2 separate regions of the Sus scrofa genome follow, and region 2 is linked to region 1. A link is a contact called in public HiChIP or PLAC-seq data. All regions are on one chromosome and are shown on one strand. Each heading gives the region's core, a stretch centred on a gene start, on an enhancer-like site or on the middle of the called end of the contact. The rest is flanking DNA. Distances are from core to core; before and after follow the strand shown. Region 1 holds the start of CCDC80 (coiled-coil domain-containing protein 80). Region 2 overlaps SLC35A5 (probable UDP-sugar transporter protein SLC35A5).

Region 1 (7,807 bases), core at 2,995-5,494:
GCAGCAGGGTCAAAAGACAGAGAGGGGAGGCCAGAGAAAAAAAAGAAAGAAAGAAAATCATTTAATTGCAAACAGAACTGGGCATTATCTCTTTCACTATCTCCGCCAGGGGGAGGGGGAAGGGGTGGATAGGGAAGAAGGAGGGAGGTCAGGGAGTGGAAAATCGGATGAGATCCTGTTGCTTTTTAGTCCCTGTAATTTATCCGTGCTTAGCAGAGACAGTTACATTAAGCAGGAAACTCCACTCAATTCCCCATTCAGCATGCTTGCACTGTTTCAACTGACTGATGCTCCAGAGAAAAGGCACACTGAGCATATTAATTATGACAACATTCCTATTGCAGTTCTTCAAAAAAAAAAAGCAACAAAGAAACAAACAGACACAGCAAAGACAGGCAGGGTTACACACTTACATGGTGGCTCATGGAGATGGAATGTGGAGGGTTTAAAAAGCAATCTGAAGTGTGCTCCCAGGACAGTTCCTAGATGAAATACTTTTCCTCCGAACTCTCTTCTCCTTTGAGAGGCTGGCTGATACAAAGGGGTGTGCTGCAGCTCCAGCTCCCAAAGCCGCACACAGACCACCGCCTGTCCGGACCTGACGGCTGAGCTGTCTTCTTTTCTTTCTGGCTGTGCCTTTTTACCTTCTTGACAAGTAGGATGCGGTGAAAGGAGCTGTCCTTTTAAGTCTTTGCATCTCCATGTGTCTGCCGCTTCTGCTGGGGCTTCTTGTGTCTGTGTGTGCCAGTCCCCACAGCCGACAGCACTGGACTCCCCTTAAAGTGGAGCCCCAGCTCTTTCTGAATCTTGCTCTTTCTCTCTTTCCAGTTCCAGGATTCTTATCACCCTTTCCCCCACAGTCTGGCTTCGTCCTTTTGTTTCCGAGCGTAAAAGCCCTGGGATTAATATGTTTTCCAGGCTGAGGGAAAACACAGGAATGTGATGTTGAAAAAGGACTTTTCTCTTTTCCTTAGGCTTCTCTCCTCCCTTTATTTCTCGCCACCTTTTCCTCTCCTCTTTTTCCTTCTCCTTTTTCTTCTTCCTCTTGCCTGGATTCAATCCCAGAAATGCCAGGACAACCTCAGTTTTGATCCAAACCAAACTCAAACAACAGCAGCCACTGGAAATCAAGGAAACTTCACTAAGAATTTAACAGATCAGCAAAACACCGCCTCCTTCCCATTTCAGCACGGTGAGCGGTGAGCCTGGACTGGGGAGGGGGTGTAGGGGAGGGGGCTGTTCTTTGGGGTAGGGGAAAGTTTTGAAACATTGCACATCATCATAAATCACTTAAGAACTGGATGGCTGAGGACTTAACCCCTTCCCCACCGAGTCATCAGGACACTGTCCCTTCCTGTTTGTACTTACACTGCACTTTGGAAAAGGGAAAATTCTCAGATTTCTACATCTGACTGCTTGGTTTTCCTAGTGACAGATACTCATTTGGCTCAGAGTGCTTGGCTGTACGTACAACGACAGTATATATATATTAGTTCCATGGGTATATTTTTATCTCTTTCTCCCTGCTTCATGAGTTTAGTTTGAGGTTGGAAAAGTCCATGGAAAACATGGCTGGTGTTGTTTTTATTTTATGCTAATTGGAGATCGTATTACTGTGTTCTTGTTCCTAGTTTCTACTTGGCATGAAAGGAAGCTGGTAAAAGGTTAGAAATGCAGGCAGTGGCTGCTGTTCTCCTGAGATTGTGGTCAGCCATTACACAGGGAAAGGCTATTATGACCTCCAGTTCTGGGTTCAGGCTAGAGAAGGTAGGCCGAGAGCTTCCTCAGAGGACACAAGTGTGTATGCATGAGTGTGTGTGCATGTGTGTGTGTTGCAATATCTTGCTCTCCAGAGGCTTTGCGTGTCCAGAGGGTTTTAGGCAGTCCTTAGAAGTAACCATGTCAGATCCCAAAGGAGAGAATGAGGCAGCTCTGTGAGTATGCCTCCTGGATCTGCCATGAGGATTCAGCTTTTAGTGGGGAGGAAAGGTGCCTTGGGTTATGTAGATATTTCTTCCAGCCTCTCCAAGTGCATTCAAGCAGTATTAACTGCCATAGAGATTGGTGACCCAGGGTTTTCAGAAGGATCCCTATAAGCTAGGCTGTATCAGTGGCTACTGTCTCTGGATAAAACATGGTGCCTAGTTACTCCTTTTGATCAGCCCCACCTCAGACTGGTCATTTACTTTTCCTTCACATAAGCTCCCAGCAGTGAATTGACCACCTGGAGGGGTTGACTGTCAGGTTCTCAGACCACAGCATGAAGACCAAAGGGTGCCAAGGAAAAGGCCTTCCTGTGGAGCCCTCTCAGACACCCATGAGCACAGAACAAAGGTGGGCTTCAGGCTGAAATCCTCTGTCCAGTGGAGTTAGAGATTTCCTCTTTCCTGGGATTCACCTGTTAAGTTGATCAAATGCCCTGTGCTAAATTGGACAGTCTTGGATGTGATTTTCTTTCTCGAATCATCATGTGTTCCACACAGTCCCCTACTGGCCTGCCTCCCTTCCTTCTTTGCGCCTCTCCCTGCTAACAACAACTACCATTTATTGAGCACTTTCACGTGAGGCTCTGGGCTTGACACTTTCATGTAGTCTTTAACCCTCACAGCATCCCTAACAGATAGATGGGATGGTCCTCATTTTACAGATAAACAACCTGAGACTGAATGAACGGAAGTATTGCCTACTGTTGCACAGATGCTAAGAGGTGGCTCTGAAATTTGAACCCAGGTGTCTACAAAGCATTGTATTAAACTGTCCCCCCCCATCATTTTCTTCCCATGCCTTCTGCCTTCTCTTTTTCCTTTTTCTTCAATTTCTTTTTGTGTTCCCCAATTCATAAAAGAGTTTCATTTATTTGCTTAGCCAGAGCACTTGTACTTTTAGAGTCCTTCATTCTGGAATAATTGTGTAACCATCCTTTTTGCCTTTCTTAATAGGTCCTTAAAGTCTTTTATTCTTTTTCTTGAATATCCCATGGCTTCCACTAACCTACACAGAATGTGCATAACATTCGTCATCTATGCAATGGTAAAGTTGAAATCAAGTCACTTTAGCAACCTGGATTGTACGGGGAAAGCCAGCCCAATCCTGACCTGTGTCTTCCTGGGGGGACTCAGACTTTCTTCCCTCCTGTAAGCATCAGCCACTAGATGGCACGCTAAACACACAGGAGGGAGAAAACCTAACTGCCACCTCAGTGTCTCCCCAGTTTTCCCCACCGCACCCTCTCACAGACTCACAAGCATTTTTCAACCTCAACACATAAAGCCTCTCCTGGGACCTCAGAAAATATTCCCAGGAAAGTCCAGGGAGCATACATCTGTTAAGAGCAGTTAGGAAGCAAGTTAGCATGCACCTCTTTCTGGAAAAGCCCATACCGATGTATGATTTGCAATGATCTTCAATTTCTAGTCCATTTCTAGTCAATTTCTAGGCTTAAAATCTCTGGTTTTTGTTGTTGTTGTTGTTGGTCTTTTTAGGGCTACACCCATGGCATATGGAGATTCCCAGGCCAGGGGTCCAATCGGAGCTACAGCTGCCAGCCTGCACCACAGCCACAGCAACGCCAGATCCGAGCTGCCTCTGTGAACTACACCACAGGTCACGGCAACGCTGGATCCTTAACCCACTGAGCAGGGCCATGGATCAAACCCAGAACCTCATGGTTACTAGTCAGGTTTGTTTCCTCTATGCCAGAACTGGAACTCCTCCTAAAATCTCTATTTTTAAAAGCACTCCACCTAGATCTTTCCTTTTTTTTTTTTTTTTTTTTTTTTTTTTTTTTTTTTTCTGTTACCTAAGAAAGAAATAGTAACTAATTGCAGAGAGAGAGAAAGAGAGTGGAGAGAGATTTTTGAGATCAATGTTGAGAGAAATGTAAAAAGAATAAAATCCAAAACTAGATTTTAGAAATCCTAATTTAGGAACACACTGACAAGACACTGCCTGACATTTGTCACACAGTAATTTGGAGGGAGTAAAGGAAAGAATGTGCAAAACAGAATTACTTCAGTGACACTGGGATAGGGGGGATTATTTGATGAAAATCATACTAAACATAAGGAGGCAAGCAGAGGAGGGTGTGCTAACTGAGCAGAACTGCACTGACCTGGGACTAAGACTCAGGAAAATATCCTGTCCCAGGCACCCGAGAGAAACTATCGTTTCTGTCACATACACTTGATCCTCTGCACAGAGCAACACTGTGTGGATCTTACTGACTGGATTCAAAACATTGTTCTACTGCCTAAAAAAAAAAAAAAAAAAAAAAAAAAAAAATTATTTACTGAAGAGGAAACTATGAAAACAAATGAAGAGGAAAAAGATGCAAGTTCTTCATGTGGTCTTGAAGGGAAACCACCTCTCCCACTCTGTGATAACCGGTACCCCCAGCAGGAAAAAGAGCAGAGCCATTTTCTTCCCTTTTTCCATTTGCAGACTTTAATCAAAATTCAGTTTTCAGCCATGTTTATGGTGTTCAGAGTGAAAACGAACTCTTCTCTTTCTTAGTATAGGACAAACTAAAGTAATAAACAGCAAAGTCAAGGGGAAAGCCCATAATCAGGCTGCTGCTGCGGCCCAGGGAGGCTCCGAAGAAAGGGTAATCCCCAAAAAGAAACACCCTGAACTTGTCCCTGAAATGTCAACAAGGTCACAGGCTTAATCCAAAGTTAAGGTATATGTATACTTAAAAAAAAAATAAATAAATCAAAATAAAAGTTACCTGGTAGATATGGGCCAAAACTTTGGGGGAGAACAGTTTCAATATCCTTTTTTTTTATTCATTTAGTTTTGATTACTTCAGTTTTTTTGTGTTTTTTGTTGCTGTTGTTATTTGTTTGTTTTTGGTGGTGGTGGGGGGACTTAAAGGACTTTTTTCCAAGTGGAAAGTTGTTTAATTAAGAAAATGTTGAATTCTTTTTTTTTTGTAGTTTTTTTATTACTCAATGAATTTTATTACATTTATAGTTGTACAATGATCATCACAACCAAATTTTATAGCATTTCCATCCCAAACCCTCATGCATCCCTTCACTTCCCCCAATCTGTCTCATTTGGAAACCCCAAGTTTTTCAAAGTCTGTGAGTCAGTATCTCTTCTGCAAAGAAGTTCATTGTGTCCTTTCTTTAGATTCCACATGTAAGTGATAGCATATGACCTTGGTGTCTCATTGTCTGACTGACTTCACTTACCACAATAATTTCTAAGTCCATAGCCACAAATGCTGTTATTTCTTTCCTTTTAATGGCTGAGTAATATTCCATTGTGTATATGTACCACTTCTTCTTTATCCACTCCTCTGTTGATGGACATTTAGGTTGTTTCCATGTCTTGGCTATTGTATAGAGTGCTGCAATGAACATTGGAGTACATGCATCTTTTCAAGTCATGGTTTTCTCTGGCTAGATGTCCAGGAGTGGGATTGCTGGATCAGATGGTAGTTCTATTTTTAGTTTTCTGAGGAATCTCCATACTGTTTTCCACAGTAGTTGCACCAATTTACATCCCCACCAACAGTGTAATAGTGTTCCCTTTTCTCCACACCCTCTCCAGCACTTATTGTTTGTAGACTTTTTGATGATGGCCAAGGAAAATATCGAATTCTTAATTAAAGCAAATTGAAGTATCTTGCCGTAGCAGAGATTAAGGAACTATGTGAATAACTTAATGGCTCATTTTAAATCTTCAGCCCCTCATTTTGCTGCTTGGGGGTTTAGTTTTGAATTGAAAAGGAGTAGACAGTACTGAGATCAAAGTCTTAACCATTGGCCATTTAATACATACAAATGATTTATACCTATCCCACGGGGACAATTCTGAGTCTCTCCATACCCTTTGATATAACCAAGGAGAGACCAATGATCCAATTTCTTTCTCCCTTATTTTACCCCTTCTTTTGCCAAGAGTGTAGACTCTGTATCAGGAATGATTGAGAACCAGGCAGTCTCTTCCTCTAAGAAGCTCATAGTCTATTGGAGAAGATAAACTCTCCTCAGCAGTGCTGCCAACTTCCTCTTCATATAAAAGTTCAGTACAGGCTGTGGTTCCATTCCTGTTGGAGACTTTGCGTCTTTGATTCCTGGAGCAGGCTTTACCACGAAAGAGGCTTCCCATGGCAGCTACTATGTGGCACCTGGAAAACTTGCTTAGTATGTTCTGTTGGCTGTAAAGTACACTAGCATCTATGAGTCCAAGATACTCTACCTGGCAGGATGTGCTGGTTTGCCTGCCAGGTCTGTCATCCTCAATTTCCCAGATCCCGTCTTGGCTGTCTCCTGCACCTGCCCTGCTAGGACTGCCCTGTCCTTCACTTATTTCTTTAATTGACCTTGCACTCCAGGTTCTGATCCCATCACTCACTTAAGGAAAGGTCGGCCAATAGGATGGCAGTTTATTCATTCAACAATGCAATTCAGTGCATTGTTCCAATCACTAGGGATACAGTGATGAACACTCCCTGACCTCATGGAGCTTCTGTGCCAGTTATAAGAAACAGGCAATAAGAATATAAACAAATAAATAGACCTAGACCTGGGCATGTGCTTGGAAGATATTTTTATTTTACTTAATTAATTAAGGCTTTTTAGGGCCCCACCTGCAGCATATGGAGGTTGCCAGGCTATGGGTCAAATCGGAGCTGTAGCTGCCAGCCTGCCGCACAGCCATAGCAACACCAGATCCAAGCTGTGTCTTTGACCTACACCACAGCTCACGGCAGCACCCAATCCTTAACCTGCTGAGCGAGGCCAGGGATTGAACTTTGCATCCTCATGGGTACTAGTCAGATTTGTTACCACTGAGCCATGACCGGAACTCCCTTGGAGGAAATTTTTAAAGGGGAGGGGAGTAAAATGCAATGAAGGGAGAAGGCCATTTTAGATAAGGGTCAAGGAGAATCATCCTAACTGAAGTGAGGAGAGTAAGCTACTCAAGAATTAGGGGAGGGAAGAACATTCTAAGTAAGAGAGAACAGCAAGTGCATAAGCACTGAAGCAGGGACTGTGTCACAACTGTCTTAGAAGAGCAACTTTAGCAAGGATGTGTCAAAACCTGAGACCTGGTTTGAAATGGGTGCTACCTGGAGGACAGGGTTTGGGGGCAAGAATGGCGGCAGGGAGCAGTGAGGAAACTATTGCACTGGAGGAAGTGAAAGGGCTGGTAGATTGCCTTGGGTGCCTGGGGCCAAGTAGGTGCAGAAAATGAATCCTCTTTGGTATCTATTTTGAAGATAGAGCCACAGGAGAAGTTTGGGGTAAAGACAATCAAGTTTAGTTAAAATTTCTGTTCAACACTCTGGAGCAGATGTTGAGTGGGCTGTTGGTACATGAGTCTGAACTTCAAGGAGGACTGGGCAAGGGTTGTAAGTGTGGAAGGCTATTTAATGCATGAAGCTGGGAGAAACCACTTAAATAGCAAATATAGGTGGAGATGAAGATTTCTATGGCCTGGCATACAATATTTAGAAGATGAGAAGAAGGTAATGGACCGGAAAGCGGAGCATCTTGCAGGGGAAGGAAGGCAGGAGGAGCATGTGGTGGTTTTTTTCTCACCCACACTTTGAACCACAAGTTACCTCTGGCCCTTTCTCCGTGGGTCCTTACTACACATGTCCTCATTCAGTTCATTCTGCAATGTCCAGGCCCTGTACTATCTCTTCCATAGGGTTTCTCAGAAGCACTCGCCTTTCTCTGAGAAGATATCATGTACAGCATACTCAGATATGGGTTCTTGTCCTTCCAAGAAGATCTTTAAGCTTCTGAGAACATGGAATAGCCTTACATTTATTTTGCATCCTTCCTAGCAC
Region 2 (7,807 bases), core at 3,181-5,680, 52 kb before region 1:
CTCCCTAGTTTTGCATGTAAAGAAACAGGCTCAGAGAGGCTAGCTGAGTTATAGGTAATAAGTGAGAGAACTGGTATCAAACCCACAAGGTCTGACTCTTTAGTCTTACTTTTTCCACTTCACCACAGTTGGGGAAATAAGCCTCATTCATGAGAAAAGTTGATCTTCAACATTAGTAAGTCTTGTTAAATATAAGTAGAAAGTCTGGCTGCTCCATTTTCCCAGTTATTCATAAACCAGGATGTGCCAGACGGGCCAGCCTTGTTTGTCTTACTAAGAAGGTAGCTTTCAAAAAGATCACTGCATGTAGAAGAAAATTGTTCCTAGAAAAACACTTATACAGTTATTCTGAATAAGTAGTATTCTGCTGGTTGCTTATAATTGTTTTAGGAAGGTCTACCAGTCATACTGGTAGCAAATGGATAATGGTCTTTTGGAGGCTCAAGTTAGGAGTTAGGCATATTTTTAAATAAAACATGAAATAGAGTCCTCTCTCTAGCTTGAAATTTACAGTTTTCAAGAACACACAAAATATGAATTATTTCACACAATGAGCATTTTACTCTATGGGGAAATGAATCTTGCTTATTAGAGTTCATGGCCTAACTTCCCTCAGTAATGCCTCCTGTAGTGATGATACAACAGATTCTTAAGATGAAAAATTAGAAGACTGGGTCCCAAATGCCCTTATCTTAGCCAAAGAGAGTATAGGTTCTTATATTAAGTCCTGTATTCTTTTTCAACAGTCTAGTAACACTGCTTGCCCTACTTTTTAAGTTAAAGAAAACCAGTTTAGGAGTTCCCATTGTGCCTCAGTGGTTAACGAATCCGACTAGGAACCATGAGGTTGCGGGTTCGATCCCTGGCCTCTCTCAGTGGTTTAGGGATCCGGCATTGCCGTGAGCTGTGGTGTAGGTCCCAGACACAGCTCGGATCCCAAGTTGCTGTGGCTCTGGCGTAGGCCGGTGGCTACAGCTCCAATTAGACCCCTAGCCTGGGACCCTCCATATGCCAAGGGAGTGGGAGCAGCCCTAGAAAAGACAAAAAAAAAAAAAAAAAAGGAAAACCATTTTAGGTAACAAGGCCTAGTTTATACTTATTTCTCCAACCTTTAGTTATTTCCCTTCAGAACCAGCAGGGGGCGCTCCTCACTTTGCTCTAGTTAACTTTGAAATTAAAGTACTGAGGTGCATTCTAATTTTTAATGATCTCATTTTATGTCTAAAAAGATAACTTTCCAGTATTTCATTTCATTTAACCAGATTATGGTTTAATGAAATAAAATCCATGATTTATTAGTAGAGTTTCTCCTTAGCAATCATTTAAAATGCTGCATTTCTAGTTTTGTTTTAATTAATTACTGATTTCATGTTTCCTTTTAGGATGGAGAAGAACTGGAAAGACTTACCAAACCCAGTGATATTGAGTCAGATTAAGATACTTTCTAAGTGGTACCCAAATAGTTGGCAGTTCTTACAAACCTTATTTGCACATTTTAAGCATGTATGATATTTATCTTTGCATTTTGATAAACCAAGAACCTTTCTAAAGCGTAAAACTCTTTGCATATATCTGACCACTCCCTAAGTAATTCCAGCCAAAGTTTAGAGTACCCAAAGGCTAAAAAGTTCCAAGGAACTGACATAAGAGTAATAATGTAGAGACTGCATTAATGGCCCGGTAGGTCAACAGGTTATATTCGCAGATTATTTTCTTTGTTTCTCCAAGGTTCCAAAAAACTTGTAATAACCATGTGAGCTGTACCCTATTAATATGCAAATGGATACCAGTTTGCCAGATATTCATAATTATGTAGTTTGCTTGGCATGCCATAGTCTTCCCTTTTCTATCATCATAAATATTACCTAAGTTGTCCCTTAAATTTTGACACCATGGAGATAGTCATTTTGCAGTTAAAAAGCAGTGTGACTCCTCAAAAGTTTGTTTGAAGGATTTTAATAACTGCCCACAACATTGATTTGAAAGTAATGTCTGTGCTAAATATTTTGCCAAAGAAAAATTTTCAACAAAATCTCAGAATTTTAGTTTTTAGCAATTCCTACGGAATTTGATTTTTAGTGACTATCTTTTGATGTTTTTCTGCACCAATAAGCTTCAATTTAGGTGAAAGTTAGTGCCTATTCACCAATTATTTGTATTTTCCATCACCTAAACCAGCCATGGTAGATTTTTTCTCGGCTTGACCACATTACTCTTGAATTATTCTATTTTGGAGAACTAATAAGCCATTTTAATTAGTTCTTAAATACAACTTATGATTATTATATATTTTTATATCATATTTTGTTCCTAAAGTTTGAGGCACTGGCTTCAGAATCATGCCAGATTGTCAGTATGACTAATGCTGAAGCGTTCCTTTTTTTTGTTTTTTGGTTTTTTTTTGCCACAACCATGGCATATGGAAGTTCCCAGGCCGGGGATCCTATCCAAGCCACAGCTTCGACCTGTGCCACAGCTGCAGCACCTCTGGATCTCAACCCACTGCACCGCAGTGAGGACTCCAAGAGTTCCTTTTAAAAGAGTCATTTTGCAAAGAAATAACTTTTAATGAAATGTGAATAGTGTCACTGTAAAAAGAGGAAGGCCAGTAATAAATCATCTTATAGTAACTCTATTTCACGCTTAAACTGCATGGTATTTTTGAGGTATTTTTGCATGTATCACATTGAGTCTGTGAGGTAGAGAAATCAGGTGATAGGTAATTTAAACAATGAGTAAACAAAAGTTACTTGCCCAAGGCATACAGCTGGGTGGCAATAGGACAAGAGTTAGCTTCAGCTAACAGTGCTGTGTGTTTACAGAGTGCTGCCCTATAAATGTGAGCTTTAAGATGTCATTTTCGTGTAGTCCATACATCTCCTTTCCCCTAGTTTTCATACAGATAAGCAAAAGATAATATTATATAATCCATCTGTGATACTCAGAATAATATAAATGGCAAGAATTGGTAGAATTTTATAAATAAAGTAATTATTAAATCCTTCTCTTGTGTTGCCGCTCTGTCATGTGAGGTAGAATGCAGAGTATTTTTAATTTCAAAACAACTTTTTTAAAAAAAAGAACTTTTTAAAAACTTTCTCTTTTAGTAGATCTTGACTTCTGAGGATAGCAAAATTGCTTACTTTGTCATAGGCATTCCACCAGAGTTATGTGAAACAGGAAGATTATTTTCTTGTGGCAGTTCATTTTAAAGGTAAATATAATCAGCTATAGGAAGACCTCACTTTTAAGAAATACAGCCTACAAAACATATTTATCTTATGCAACAGATAAAACTGCAACAATATTACTTGTAAAATTATGGCCTACAGAATATATTCAATAGCAGATGCTACTAGTTCGTGGAGATTGATTTTCTCATTTACAGTTACTTTTTCCACCCTCCTTTTCAGGAAAGCATTTTTTGCCCAGAGTGATGTTTACTCATGTTAACTTACAAATTATTTAGAGAGAGAGAAGGAGCTGGAACTAAAATGTAAAGTTCTGATACAGATGCACTGCAGTACATTTGACCTCTCAACACAGGTTTGAACTGCACATGTCCATTTAAATACAGATTTTTTTTTCAATAAATACATACAGTACAACACGATCATCAGTTAGTTCAATCCTGGAATATGGAACTACAGGCACAGAGGGCCGGCTACTGCAGTAGGTCCTAAAATCAATCCCCTGTGGATACTAAGGAAAGCCTGGGCTTTTGTGGGTGCCAGTGTTTTAATAGGAGAGGAATTGGAAGCTGAGAGTTCTAGAAACTATATCCTGTCATCTTGGATCAAGCATTTGACCTGGGGAGAGGAATGATTTGTCATGTGGAAAGAGAAGTAGACTTCTTTCCTGTCCTAAAGAACCAAACTACACTACAAGTTATAGGGTAACGCTCCTAACAAATGATGCTTCCCAACAGACGAGAAGGCCTTTCTAAAGAGTAGGAGAGAATAGTAGTAAATTCTCCATCACTCAAGTGTTCAAGGGGAGATTTTATCAGCAGGATGTTTTAGAAGAGAGTCCATCACTAGTACAGAAGTTGGTCTAAGTGATTGAAGTCCCTTCCTAATTTTAGAGTCTCTTCTAAGCAGTTATGACCTACCACTAATGCACTGAATTTGCTCCTGTCATAGTTTCTGAATAGCCTTTGGTTGGACCGCAGGTGTGGCCTGCAGTGACCTGACTCCAGCTCCGTCACTGGTCAAAGGACCAGGCTTCTGTCCAGCAGTATGCCTGATCCTGGGGGGAAGCAGGATGTGGCTGAGACCCAGGATCTCAAATCCTCGGCCGGCACTGTCCTGCTGCGGTAGGTTTTCAAGTTGGAGTGCAGAGGAGGCTCTGGGGCAGAGTTACTTTGTTTACAACTCTAAGGCTTTTTGCCTCTAAACCACCATGTGGAAGCCCTGTTTGCTTGTGTGCTGGATTAGGTTCTGTGGAGCTGCAGGGACTACTTTTGCCCTGGTACAGGCCCGGCCTTGACCGGAACAGCCCAGGGCCTCCTTGGCAACTTCTCCTTTTACCTAAGTCCTGGTTTTTCCTGAGAATTCTTAGCATTCTAGTGTGGATAAGAGGCAGAGAAAGTCAAATGCAAAGGAGAGTTGTTTTCCTTCTCTGAAGCCTAGAGCAGACTTTCAGAAATCAAGTAATAGGTATCCTTCCTTTAACAGAAACAAAAAACCTCTCACAGATCTCAGTGTAGACCTTTTTTCTTCCTTACTATTATTTAAATGGATACAAACATGGAGAATAAACTCCTTGCTTACAATTTTTATATGAAAACCAAATTTACAATTAAAATATCAAGCTATTAAACCAGTCAATTTTCAATTCAGATAGGAGTTTAGTGAGGTGATAATGTCGCTCAAATAGAATCACAATAAACTCCCTAACAGTCCTGCAGAACTGTCCTCACTTGCGATTTTACTTGCTTCAAGCGCCATCCTGTCTCTGCCCAGATAACTGAAACCTGCTGACAATGCTGATGATGCATTTAATCCTGCTGGGATTTATCACCCCATGTCCCTAACAATCCCGCACGGATGTGGTGTGGCTCAAGCTGCCAACTCCCATTGGCCGAGACGCCCTGGAAAGATTTTTTAAAACGTCAGCTTTGTGTGTTCCCTGAAGCTTTGAAAGAACTCACCAATAAAATTGCCTAGGCGTGGTACTTTTTTGAGAAGCACTTTTTTTTCTACAACATTCTCTGGTTCTTCTTCATCCTCTTCTTGGTTCACTCTTGATCATTTAAAACACAGATGCCAAAAAATTAACCATCCAGATTTTCAAACATATTTGCTTAGGAATTTATGAATCATTCTCTTAATTCTTTTAATTTCCTCTTTTGCCAGAGTCGTGTTTTCTTTCTCATTTTTAACTTTGTGTATGAATAGTGTCTCTATTTTTTTAAATAGGTTAATGAGCATTTTCTAATTAATTTTTACTTTATTGAAGTTTATTGTGTTCTGCTTTTCTAAAGTTTGTTTTGATCTTTTTTCCATCTGATCTACTTCAAATGCATTTATTTTCTTGCTTGTTGAAGAGCATGTTTATAGCTAGTAGAAGAATTTCTTGGAGTAAGTAGACTTTAGGCTAGTCAGAAAGACTTTAAAATACAGCATTATCATTATTTTCTAAATCTGTTTTGAGTCAAGGGTAGTGTCATTAAGGATTTTACTCATACTTTTGTTAATTTCTAGTTTTTATACACTTGGTTAGAAAATGAGATCTGTACTCTTTCTGTTGTCATTTGCATATTTTTATTGAATTTATTATTGTTTCGCCTGTCCTCTGTACAAAAACTTTTTTGAGAAAGTTGGTATTGGTTTGGATATTTTGAACCAGTTTGAAAGATTTTTGGTGTTTTTTAGATTTGCTCAACTTGCATTTTTGTCTGTTTCATTTCTAGTAGTTACTGTTACATATTTTAAACGAATGTAGAACTTTATTTATAAATGTTTCATCCTCAAAAATTAAAATATGGTTATTGACTCCTTTCACTGAAAGATGGGGAAATTAGGTATTACATTTCCTCCCACTCCCAGTTTTTCTTAATAAGCTCTGAGAACTTTATCCAGGTCTACTATACTTGATTTCATCTATTTTAAGACTCCTGTGTTTTCACATTACCATCTCTGAAATTGGGGTGCTTTAAGCAATGGCATGTTAATATAGCTGCTCCCCCCTAGCAGAAGGATGAAATTGTCTTTGCTTGCACATGCAGGCATTTGGCATAGCTGGATAAATACCACTTCCTGATGTTTCAGTCAACAAACCACTTAAGGACCATTTGAGGGGAAGATAAGAGTCCTAATTGTTGTCTGAAAATCTTTTATCAATACCTCTTGGTAAGATTAAGAACATGCCAGCATAAAATTTTACACAATGAATGTCAGTAGATTAGAAGAAAACCCTGGAGATAGCAGAGAAATTCTCTTAAAATGCTTCATCATCATCACATCTCTCAGTGGTGCAGAGAACCCTCTGCCTGGAAAACCTCAGACGTCTATGATGCTGCATCAAAATGTGACTCAAGAGATACAGCCTCAAAATGGGAAGACATTTTAGAAATATTTTAATTTATTTAACTTATAGTTTCCTTTTTTATGTAATCAGAGAATGCTACATAATAAAGTCTTTAAAAGCTCTTTAAGCAAGATATAAAATGAAAATTCTAAATGACAAAATAATCTGTTTAATTAAGAGTGTTTCTTAGCAGGATGTGGTACCTCTTAGATTTGATGCTGTCATGAATACAATGTAATTTGGAAGTTCTTTTTAAATGTTTTCCTTTGCACCTTTTCTTTCAAGAATTAATAGGTTGGCTTTTAGTTTGTAATCCCATTATCACAGCTAATTAAACTTTATTTGTGCATGATATAACTTATTCATAAATTTTAAATGGCAGTTCATTTCTCAGCTGGGAGCTGTCTTAAAATAGACTTTTCTCTTCTGAAAGTGTTTTTGGCAGATACTCTTCCTGAGGTTTTATTTATTTATTTTTTTCCGCATCTAATAGCTATTTACTAAGTGCAAGATTTTTAGTCATGTTATTGCTCAAAGAGGTTTTACATTTTTATTAATTTATATAGCCATTTAATATAAATGATGACTTTCCCTAAAAATAATTCTTAAGTCACTTTTTTTTCATCAGAAATCTCTTTTTTATCATTTAGTGTTACCAAGAAGTTAAATATTTCCCTGCTGTATTATATATGTTATGTATGCGTGTGTGCGTATAATTTGTTTCCTTTTTGTAGGTGAGCTGTTTTTTGAGCCTCGGTGCATGGATGTCTTTTGTATAAATCCTTTCTATAAACTTTGTGTACTCATCTTTTCTTTCTTTTTTCTTTTTTTTTTTTTTTTTTTTTTTTGTCTTTTCTAGGGCTGCGCCCGTGGCATATGGAGGTTCCCAGGCTAGGGGTCGAATTGGAGCTGTAGCCGCCAGCCTATGCCAGAGCCACAGCAGTGCTGCCAGATCCAGGGCCACGTCTGCTACCTACACCACAGCTCATGGTAATGCCAGATCCTTAACCCACTGAGCAAGGCCAGGGATCGAACCCGAAACCTCATGATTCCTAGTCAGATTCATTAACCACTGAGCCATGACAGGAACTCCTGTGTACTCATCTTTAAACAAAGTTTAACATTCTCATCAGGCCCAATATTTGTCACAAAGTGTTGTAGGTAAAACCTTCCTTCCCCAGTTGCTCTTTAGCTGGACCCTAAATGCCATCTTTGAAGTTCTGCTAAAGACTAGAAGCTGCTTCAAGAAGATGGAGCGGAAGCAGGACCACAGCAA

The links. HiChIP or PLAC-seq counts read pairs in DNA pulled down with a chosen protein or histone mark.
Region 2: an H3K27ac HiChIP or PLAC-seq map of skeletal muscle shows a contact between it and region 1, with 5 times the contacts expected there. The contact joins the enhancer-like site here to the promoter of CCDC80 in region 1. A contact is called at or near these places in 19 of 47 Hi-C or Micro-C datasets (adipocytes, alveolar macrophages, brain and 10 more) and 2 of 2 datasets of contacts at active chromatin or transcription factors (alveolar macrophages and skeletal muscle).

What each region holds. Positions count from the first base shown.
Region 1 is chr13:147,199,770-147,207,576 of Sscrofa11.1, reverse strand. CCDC80 (coiled-coil domain-containing protein 80) reads right to left here and starts at 4,244. Exons shown (of 8, transcript XM_003132680.4): 1 at 414-4,244.
Region 2 is chr13:147,252,219-147,260,025 of Sscrofa11.1, reverse strand. SLC35A5 (probable UDP-sugar transporter protein SLC35A5) reads left to right here. Exons shown (of 7, transcript XM_013982457.2): 7 at 1,383-7,324. The coding sequence ends at 1,436. Among named protein-coding and RNA genes, the nearest start is that of ATG3, 23 kb to the left of the region's middle. Within about 2 kb of position 4,430, at least 17 of the 83 cell types and tissues checked have an H3K27ac peak or open chromatin away from gene starts, as enhancers often do. A contact at or near this core is called in liver, omental adipose tissue, retroperitoneal adipose tissue and 1 more, where this site is marked.